Regions from separate parts of the Hordeum vulgare genome. Here region 2 is linked to region 1. Evidence: chromatin contacts called from public Hi-C data. All regions are on one chromosome and are shown on one strand. The core of a region is the stretch at or near the end of the contact, and the rest is flanking DNA. Distances in the headings are between cores, read along the strand shown.

Region 1 (5,327 bases), core at 1,265-3,764:
TGCGCTGGCCGTGCGCCCAGCGTGCGGCCGCATCCTTTTGCCCCATCTTGTCTGCCAAGGCCTAAAATGCCCATATTTTCGTATCAAAACAAGTTTGCACACCAACCCAAATCAAAATTGTCTCTAAATAAAATAGTTTTACAACCAAATTGAAATTGTCTCTAAATAAAATAGTTTTACATCTATTGGTTGTCAATATGTTCCCACGTGTGCTCAACCAAGTCATTTTGAAGATTCAAATGAGTGTGCCAATCACGCATCTCACGATGGAACTGGACAAATTGTTGAAACGTGACCGGTTCTTGGTGCAGGGGCTCAACATTTTCACCTTGAAAATCAAATCCTTGGTCGAAGATACTGTCATCACGCTCGTCCTCGACGATCATGTTGTGCATGATCACACAAGTAGTCATCACCTCCCAAAGCTTCCTTTCATCCCATGATAGTGCAGGGTTTCGAACGATACCCCATCAGGATTGAAGCACACCAAAAGCACGTTCCACATCCTTTCTAGCACTCTCTTGCATTTGGGAAAATTTCTTTCTCTTCTCATCTTAGGGGTCTGAGATTGTCTTCACAAAAGTTGACCACTCAGGATATATACCATCAGCTAGATAGTATCCCGTGTTGTACTGGTGACCGTTGATCTCAAAGTTGATAGGGGGAGTGGCCTTCTGCAAGCCTTGCGAAGACTGGAGAACGCTGCAGCATGTTGATATCATTGTGAGAACCTGTCATGCCAAAGAAAGAATGACATATCCAAAGATCCTGCGAAGCCACCGCTTCTAATATGACAGTGCACGCTTTGACATGCCCCTTGTACTGGCCCTACCAAGCAAATGGACATTTCTTCCACTCCCAGTGCATACAATCTATGCTGCCAAGCGTGCCTGGAAAGCCTCTAGATGCGTTGGTCGCCAACAATCTCTCTGTATCAGCGGCAGTTGGCTGCCTCAAGTACTCAAGGCCAAACACCTCGATCACAGCCTGGCAAAACTTGTACATTGACATGAGACATGTTGTCTCACTCATACGCACATACTCATCCACCAGATCGCCTGGAATTCCATATGCAAGCATTCGGATGGTCGCGGTGCATTTCTGGTAAGAGGAGAATCCTAGCTTGCCAACGGCATCCGTCTTGCACTCGAAGTATGGGTCATGAGCAACCACTCCCTCTTGGATACGATTGAACACATGCCTTGCCATAAGAAAACGGCGACGGAATTTATCCGGCTTGAAGAGCGGTGTGCTCGCAAAGTAATCGACATAGAGCAGAGCTCGACCTTTCTCCGTGTTGCGGTTCAGGTTCGGAGCACGACCAGGGAGTGACCCCCTGTACCGAGGAAGCTGTCATTGAATGTGGTCGTGAACCATCACTTCAGCCACCACAATATCTTCATCATCGAACGACGAATCGTCCGATGAATAGATGAAGTGGTGGAAGAAAAACTCATCACCACTGTCCATACCTTTGCGGGCAAAGTGTCGAACACCTTGCACTCGTGGTGGCAAAGAGGCCGCGATGGTCACCTCGATGCAGGGGTGGTTGGTGGCCGGCTACTGGCCGCTCTGGAGCACTCGTCGAAAGTTGTCGCGGCCGCCTGTGGTACGTCGCCTGCGGCCGTATCCACTCTGCCGCCGGCTACGACGACGGTCAAACCTTCTCCGATCGACGCCCAAACTACGATGAAAGCGCGGGCGTGGTGGCGGCCATGGCCAGACGGGGTTTGCTATGGACGGTCGGGGGATGAGGTGGCCGGAGAATAGCGGCGGCGCCGTCGACGGGGCGGGGCGGGAGAGGGGGTGGAGGCGTTGGAATTTTTGGGAATGCTTGTGTCCCCGACACGCGGGCCACGCACGGACAAGGGCGTGCGGCGAGCGCATCCGCGCGATGTCCGTTTTTCCCAAACCGAACGCAAGTTTGAGACTTTGGGCTGAGGATGGGTCGAAAACGGATGAAATCCGAACATTTGTCTGTATGGGTCCGCGCGTTGGGTCGTGGTATTCGTCTGTTCTACTCCGAACGAACGCGTGCAAACAAGATGATGTCGCGTGATGGAGTTGGCCTCACAAACGGTTGTGGGAAAGATCGTCAGTCAACAAAGGGACTTATCGGCGGACGGACAAGTTGTTCGAAAAATCAAGGAACTGCTCTCTCAATTTCAAGTCTCTAAGAGTTGTACGGGTTGCTGTAAGTCGTCGTGTAAAACGTGGTTTCATGTGACTCGTAGCTCGAAGATTACGTGCAGAGGGGGCTATGAACAATGAATAAATGAGCAACATTTCCCTCAAAAAGAAAAGGACATACGTCAGACACGTCTGTTTCTTTAGGGATCCAGACACGTTTATACGTTTGTGGGAGCTAATACTAGTACACTACATGGGATGGGATTAGAAAAAGGAAAAAGAAAGTTGGTGCGGTCAGCACTGAGCTTGTCCCCCTTTGTCTGCTTCCCCGGAGAGTGGCTTGCTCTTGATCTCTCCTACGTGCCCCGCTGCCACCCCAATCACTCGCCGCCCCATCCCCTCCACAGACCCCGCCCTTCTTTTCTTCTTCAACTAACTCCTCCGTTTCTCCAACCAAAGGCATCCATCCGCGCCACTTCCTTCTCCAGCAATGTCCATTCCCGCCCTCCGCTCCTTCCCCGCCGTCTACGGCGTGAAGCCGGCCGGCCGCCTGGTCCGACACCATTCCCGGCTCGGCGGCGGCCTCCGGGCCAGCTCCGTCGCTGTGAACGGGGAGGTGGGGCCGAGAACCAAGGGCGGGAAGAAGGAAGAACCGGCGAAGGAGGAGGACAGAGGGCTGGAGCCCCTCTACGACGATGGGTTCGGGGGCGTGACCGTCAAGGACTACTTCGCGGCCGCCAGGGCCCTGTGCAAGGACGACGGAGGGCCGCCGCGGTGGTTTTGCCCCGTGGAGTCAGGCCAGCCGGCGGTGGAGGACGCGCCCCTGCTGCTCTTCTTGCCAGGTTGGTCGTCCAATCTCTCGCAATAAACAACTTCTCCATTCAGGTTGGTCACTGCATGATGGAGGCAGCTCATCAGCGCGAGATCACCTCCATGTTTGCGGTGACCTGAATGGCTAAATGGAGAGTTTGCTTCTGTTCTAAGAGTGTGCTTCGAATTGACTGGACTGCAGGAACTGACGGTGTTGGGATGGGACTCATTTTGCACCACAAGTCTTTGGGCAAGTGAGTATGCTGTTGTATTCAACATACAGTATATACTTTATCTCTGCTATCACCTTTAGCGAAATACTATTGCCGGCCAAGCAGGAAAAGCCTGCTTTCAGCGTTACTACTAGTGTGCTAGTCTCCATGAAGTCATTATTTATCAAATTAATCAGGGCTAAAACAGTAGGGACGCAAACACACAACAAGCCTAGATATAATAAGAATATTAAAAGTCAAATATATGCCGATATCAAATGAGATGTACATAAATTAGACTTTTAGAACACCTATATGCGGGTTGATGTGAGCATCGCTGAAAAATCATACTCCCTCCGTACCTAAATATAAGTCTTTTAAGATATTTCACTAAGTATCTACATACGGAGCAAAATGAATGAATCTGTACTCTAAATTATATCTATATACATCTGTATGCAGTTCGTTAGTTGAATCTTTAGAAAGACTTATATTTAGAAACAGAGGGAGTACAAGGCAAGCCTTTCCCCACAGTGCAATGCAAAGAGCCCACGTCGAACCTGTACCTTTTGGCGCAAGTGGTTCTGGGTCCGACGTGGCCTCTCCTACCTAAAAGAACATAAATTTTTAATTTATATAAGGATCAAATATAGCTATGTTCACCTTAAATTCTGTCAAAATTTTGTTCTCGATGTAGAATCAACCAATAGATGAAGAAGTGAGAGGGCCATGCATATAGCATTAATATGTTCTCCAATACATAAGTAGATCTTCTTTGGTTGATGTTATTTGCAAGATGAGTTCAATAAACCTGAAAGGAAGGAATAAGCCTACGGAATGTGACCTGCGATATGTTTACATGTTCCTTCTTATTTAGGGGGTGTTTGTTTTCAGGGACTTTTTGGTATAGGGACTAAAAAAGTCTTTTTTAGTCTCATTTGAAACAAACAGGAGGGACTTTTAGAGACTAAAAGAGGGTATTTGGGACTAAAGGAAGAAGTTCGTATGTGAGGGTCTTTTTGTGACTTTTTTGACACTTTTTCCAACAGTGTCCTTACTTTTAGCATGTCATTTAATAATTCTAGTATATTACTACGGGTAACATTGTCTTTTTACATGTCATTTAATGACCTCTAGTCCCTGTTTAGTCCATAAAAATAAACGGATAGGGACTAGAGACTTTTTAACTGGGACTAAAAAAGTCCTAGAACTCTTGAAACAAACAGTGCCTTAGTCTAAAACTGCCCAATGTGACAAAGTAGTCTGCCTCCTTTTGTTTGTCGTTTTCTACTTTCAAGTCTAATAAAACCTCATGTTTCTCGTTTGCAGGGCCTTCGAAGTTCGTTGTTTGCATATACCAGTAAATGATCGTACACCATTTGAAGGTATGACTTGTCGTTATTCGGCTTCACTATTATTCCCTCAGTCCTAAAATAACTCTTTCAAGTTTAGTATAACTTTGTATTAGAGCTAGTATAAAGTTGACACTTATTTTAAGACGAAGGGAGTACTATTCTTTACTTGGATAATCATCGACATACCAACTTTTCTCTGCAACTATTTTCTAAATAACAACTCACAACAAAGTGGAACATAGAAAATATGCAGCGATTCTAGAGATATATGTATCTCATTAGGACTACAGTTTCATCCAGGTCTAACTTCAGAAATTTGCACAAGTTTTTCTTCCAATAATGAAACTTTTACTCCCTCCGTCACGGTTTAAAAGGCGTGTTTGGAAATTCTCTGGAAGTGGTCATTGATTGGTTGTCACATGGGATAAAAAATAGCATTCACACTACGCGTGCATATAAAAATAGTACAATGGAGTACTAATTAGCTGCTAGGAGTAAATGCAATGCGCCTTAAACCTTATCTATTATGAAAATGCACGTAAGTTTAATTAAACCTTCTAAACCGTGATGGAGGTAGTATTACCCACGTCCACATCATCGATGCATACAACCGCAACTATTACATCATTTATTACAAAAATTCACCAGACAATTGCCTGACCAGGAAAAGAGAAAGACCAAAACATCAATACATCCCAACCACAGTTGGTACATGGTAGAAACATGCCAACGAAGAAAACTCTAAAAACTAAGGAGCCTATCAGTGGCACGCCATACAAACCAGCGCCTATTAGTGGTAATGCATTCGAGCTGCTTGGCG
Region 2 (4,859 bases), core at 828-3,327, 250 kb after region 1:
CCAGACGTCATGGTCTCTGGCGTCTCCAGTGCAAGTCAGACGCCAGGGACGTTGGCGTCACGTAAAGAGATCAAATTTAAAATTATTTTCAAACGGAGGTCAAAACTGTATTTTCTTTGTCCAAAAGATGAAAACGTAAAATTTTGCCACGGTGTGTGCGTATATAACCAAACAACCCAACTTGAAAAGATGGTGTGTCCATCAGGTCTGGTTGGGCTATGTGCAGACTACCAAACGCGTCCAAGTGAAGCCAATATATGCATGATACCATTTTTCCTCTTCATTACATGAGAAGTAGGGCAAAAAAGCTGGCTATTACAAAACAAAGTTAATAATATACTCCCTCCGTTCCTAAATATAAGTTTTTAAAAAGGTTTCATTAACGGACTACATACAGATGTATATAGACACACTTTAGAGTGTAGATTCATTCATTTTGCTTCATATGTAGACTTCTAATGAAATATCTTAAAAGACTTATATTTAGAAACGGAGGGAGTAGCATACTTAGGTACATACATACAGACATACATATATACACATAGATACATTCTTCTGATGGTACAACAAAGAAAGAAACAACTACAGTCTACGTATATCGATCATTATTGCTTTTTGAAATAAACTGGTCAAGATGTGACACCTTCTGCATAACCTTGGATTGCATGCCATCGACAGAGAAGAGAACAGCAGATCTCCACGTCTCAATCGAAAAGAGCAGCCCAAACCATAGCCAAAATCCAAAAACAACCCCAGCAGTCACACAGTAGTACAGCCACTGGTCCTCCCCCTCACTAGTTTTCTCATCCGAAGCAGGCGAAGTATTTGGACAATCCTCTAGAGGAAATCCGCAAAGGCCGGAATTGTTTCGGTAAAACGAAGGGTCGGTCAATGTCTGCATCTGGCTCCCAGTAGGTATCTTGCCTGACAAATGATTGTTCGAGATGTTGAATATGCTGAGCGTCGACAAGATCGAGATGCTCTGTGGAATGTGTCCTGAAAGCTCATTCCATGATATATCAAGAAATTCGAGATTCTTCAAACTGCCAATATCTTGAGGGATGCCGCATGACAGATGATTTCTTGACAGGTTCAGAAATCGGAGGCCCTGCAGTTTGGTTAATACTTCAGGGATGCACTGAGACAACATATTGCCTGACAGATCGATACCGGTCAGCAACCGGATCGTTCTTTGGAAAATGAGCTCCTGGCCCTTCCAGATTATATCGATTCTATCCTGATAATTCGACCCATCCAGCGATGATGCCGCACTCGACACGATTTCTGGATTCCTCATGGAGGCCAGGTTGCCGAATGCTACGGGAATTGCTCCTGTCAGCCTGTTGTTGGCAAGGTCGAGCAGCTGGAGTTTTGAGAGCCGCGACAACTCCGAAGGGATTTCTCCTGTGAAATCGTTTGATCTAAGGCTAAGGATTCTCAACGACGGAACCTTGGTCCCGATCCATGGAGGGATGGCGCCGAAGAACCTGTTACTCCCGATGTCGAGGGTGCCGAGCGAATCGCAACCCTCCACGACCGGCGGGAAGAGGCCGGTGAAGCTATTGCCGGCGAGATGGAGCGACTCGATGGAGCAGTTGTGACTTGCCTTGGCAGCGGGGATTTGGCCCGAGAAGGAGTTGTTGGAGAGGTCCATGAACTGCAGAGCCTGCAGATTCCACCAGCAGTCGGGGAGCTCGCCCGTGAGCTGGTTGTTGGAGAGGTCGAGGATCTGGAGGGAGAGGAGCCTGCAGAAGGCCGCGCCGGCGCCGGAGCTGTTGGAGGAGTTGCGGCTCCGCACGCTGAAGCTCTCGGGCACGGTGCCGCCGGAGAAGGTCTCGTGGTTTCCGTCGGCGTCGAGGTACATGCCCGTCGCCCGCTGGGCAGAGGGTAGCAGCAGGAGGCAGAGGGAGAGGCACAGCAGAGGTGTTGTTGAAGCTTGGGCGTGTCCTGCCATGGCTCGAGTTTCGACTTTCCAGTGGAGAGGTCTGGCAGCGAGTTCTTTGGTTTGCGCAGCGCCCACTTGTATGTCGTGGCTGTGGCAGGACCGGGCCGACCGGCAGCGAAACGTCGACGACGGAGACTGGGTGACATCGACGCCGTGGAATTCTGAAGCGCGGCATGCGTTTTTCACACGGCATTACCAGTGGACTGACTGACGGGAAAGTAAGATTCGGGATAGTCAGTGCAGGTAGCGACGACGAGACGCTGATGCTTTGCTTTGTTGCCGTACGCTCGCTGACCTCCTATTCGGCGCCTCAAGCGCCGAACTGGCGATCTGGCGCACATGTGTATCCGCATTTTGGGCCGGCCGAACAATCCTCCCTGCTGACTCTCGCTCGTTGGCCCAGCTTCTCGTTCGATCGTTTTGGTTTCGCCAGAGCAAGTAACTAGTGTTAGTCCGTACTTCTAAGATAAAAGAGCATAAGCCTTTTTCTTTTTATTACTATTTCCTCCGCTTAATGGATAACCATTTGCGCAGGCTTTCGCCCATTGCGGAAAATTCCCCACTGCTGCCTCCCGTAGGAGTCTGGGCCGTGTCTCAGTCACAGTGTGGTTGATCATCCTCTCGGACCAGCTACTGATCATCGCCTTGGTAAGCTATTGCCTCACCAACTAGCTAATCAGACGCGAGCCCCTCCTTGGACGGATTTCTCCTTTTGCTCCTCAGCCTACGGGGTATTAGCAACCATTTTTTCTTTCTTTAGAGTTTTCTATATGCACAATTTCTCGATGTTTCGATGAGAATTTCTTGACTTTCCATATATAGAAAGAGATAGACTATAAATGACAAGTCAGTCATTCACAACCACTGATAAAGGATTCCTCGAAAAGTTAAGGATTAGTAGTTCTTTTCAAAATCGATTTCGATTTGTCCTCATGTTTCGAGGTCTCAAGAAAAGGGCGTGAAAATAGATAGAAACTCTTGAATGGAAACAAAAGCTCTCCCAAACAAGAGAAAGAAACATATCTTTTTCATAGATATTTAGAATGAATATGTTGCCTCGTTATTTTTTTTTTCTTTTTTAAAGAAAAAAACTTAGTAATTATAGAAAATTAACTAATACTAATAACCAACCTATTGCTTCGTATTGTCGAGATCCTAACTAAGAAACAGTCACTATATGAATAAATACCTCTATCATAAATGAATTCGCGAGGAGCTAGATGAGAAGAAACTCTCATGTCCAGTTTTGGAGTAGAGATGGAACTAAGAAAGAGAACCATCGACTTAGTTAACCACCGTCGCTCTAACAAAAATACTTGTATGCACCAAAAACCTCGGGTTCCACGGGGTAAATCCATTAAAAAGGACAAATTTTAGCAGAAGGAGCTGCTACAGTTGGGGGGGAACTTGCTTTAGGAAAAAACGTATTAGTAGCTTATATGCCTCGTACATGGACGATAGTTGGAGTCGGCGGCTCTCCTAGGCTTCCCTCATCTGGGATCCCTGGGGAAGAGGATCAAGTTGGCCCTTGCGAATAACTTGATGCACTATCTCCCTTCAACCCTTTGAGCGAAATGTAGCAAAAGGAAGGAAAATCCATGGACCGACCCCATTGTCTCCACCCCGTAGGAACTACGAGATCACCCCAAGGACGCCTTTGGCGTCCAGGGGTCACGGACCGACCATAGACCTGTCCAATCCCAAATCAAGGATTTCTCGCTCTTGATCGGAGTCATAAACTAAAACTACCTTTTTATCCTTTTTATTAAGGTTATAGAAAACTTCCTTATCTAGTTCTAGCATGTTGACTCACGATTACGCCTGTTAAAAGTTTCAAACGTCCTCTTTTTTGAAATTGAAAGAGAGTCTTATAAAAAGGTCTAACTTCCAAACTATGTAAAGTTTTTCAATACTTCTATGTTGGGATTTGTTACTAGCTCCAATTTGATACAATTTTTTTTTGGGAACTCGTGGGAATGTGTTCTTATTTATTGATAGGCTTTTGGTTTACACGACCAATCGCAGCGAGTGCTTGTCAAAAAGCTTTTGTAACTAATCGATGTCCTAAAGTTCCTCCACCAAATTGTAATACAGAATCGTCCCTAAAGATTTCGGTCAGAGCTGGCATATGCCAAACATGAATACCACCTGAAGCTACCGGTACAATGCAGCAGGGTTGGTTATCTAATTGGCTAGTCAAACATGAGGTGGTTCATAGATCTTTGGGCTTTGATCACCGAGGAATAGAGACTTTACAAATAAAAGCAGGGGATTGGGATTCCATTGCTGTCATTTTATCAGTTTTTTTAATGCAAATAGATTCAATCTAGTAATTTCTTTTAGATTAAGTCTTAGGTCTTGTTTGACCGGTGAAAGGCTTCCTGGTGAAATCATATAGTACTCCGTATGAGACAAAAGTTTATTAAAGAGAATAATAATATCTTATGTTTTCTCAGAAAACATAATAAAGTCTTAAGTCCAGTCAAATTGACTACCTTTATTTTCATGAAAAAATGGGATCTAGCAGGCACATTCAGGATATGCCTCTACTATGATCACTTAATAATCACTTAATCATATTTTTTTCTTCCTTTTGGTCTTCGAGTCGAAGAAGTACCAAAAACAATTAACTACCAAATGAAAATATGGCGGGGGACAAATTTCTTGTGATTGTAAGCAAATAGAATTGCTTGGCTTGTTTAATTAAGTTTAACTTCAAACTTACAGAAATTTTGCAAAAAAAAGGTAAAAAATCAAAAAGTTTAGCCTACATTCTTCCTTAGATCCCTTCTTTTACTCCGATAGTATTGCGGATCACAATCGATGCAAAGAAAATGAATCCATTTCCATACTATAATAAAAAGGTAAGTGTAATAAATAGAGAATTGGATCATGTCACATGACTGATTCCATT

The links. Hi-C and Micro-C count contacts between places; a contact is called where the count stands out from the background.
Region 2: a Hi-C map of leaf shows a contact between it and region 1, with 4 times the contacts expected there. The contact joins the promoter of LOC123409481 here to the promoter of LOC123430611 in region 1. A contact is called at or near these places in 3 of 6 Hi-C or Micro-C datasets (leaf and seedling).

The regions. Positions count from the first base shown.
Region 1 is chr1H:265,018,672-265,023,998 of MorexV3_pseudomolecules_assembly, forward strand. It overlaps LOC123430611 (acyltransferase-like protein At1g54570, chloroplastic), which reads left to right and starts at 2,515. Exons shown (of 13, transcript XM_045114465.1): 1 at 2,515-2,972; 2 at 3,143-3,194; 3 at 4,482-4,537. The coding sequence starts at 2,621.
Region 2 is chr1H:265,269,999-265,274,857 of MorexV3_pseudomolecules_assembly, forward strand. LOC123409481 (receptor-like protein EIX2) reads right to left here and starts at 2,078. Exons shown (of 1, transcript XM_045102372.1): 1 at 500-2,078. The coding sequence starts at 1,954. The coding sequence ends at 590.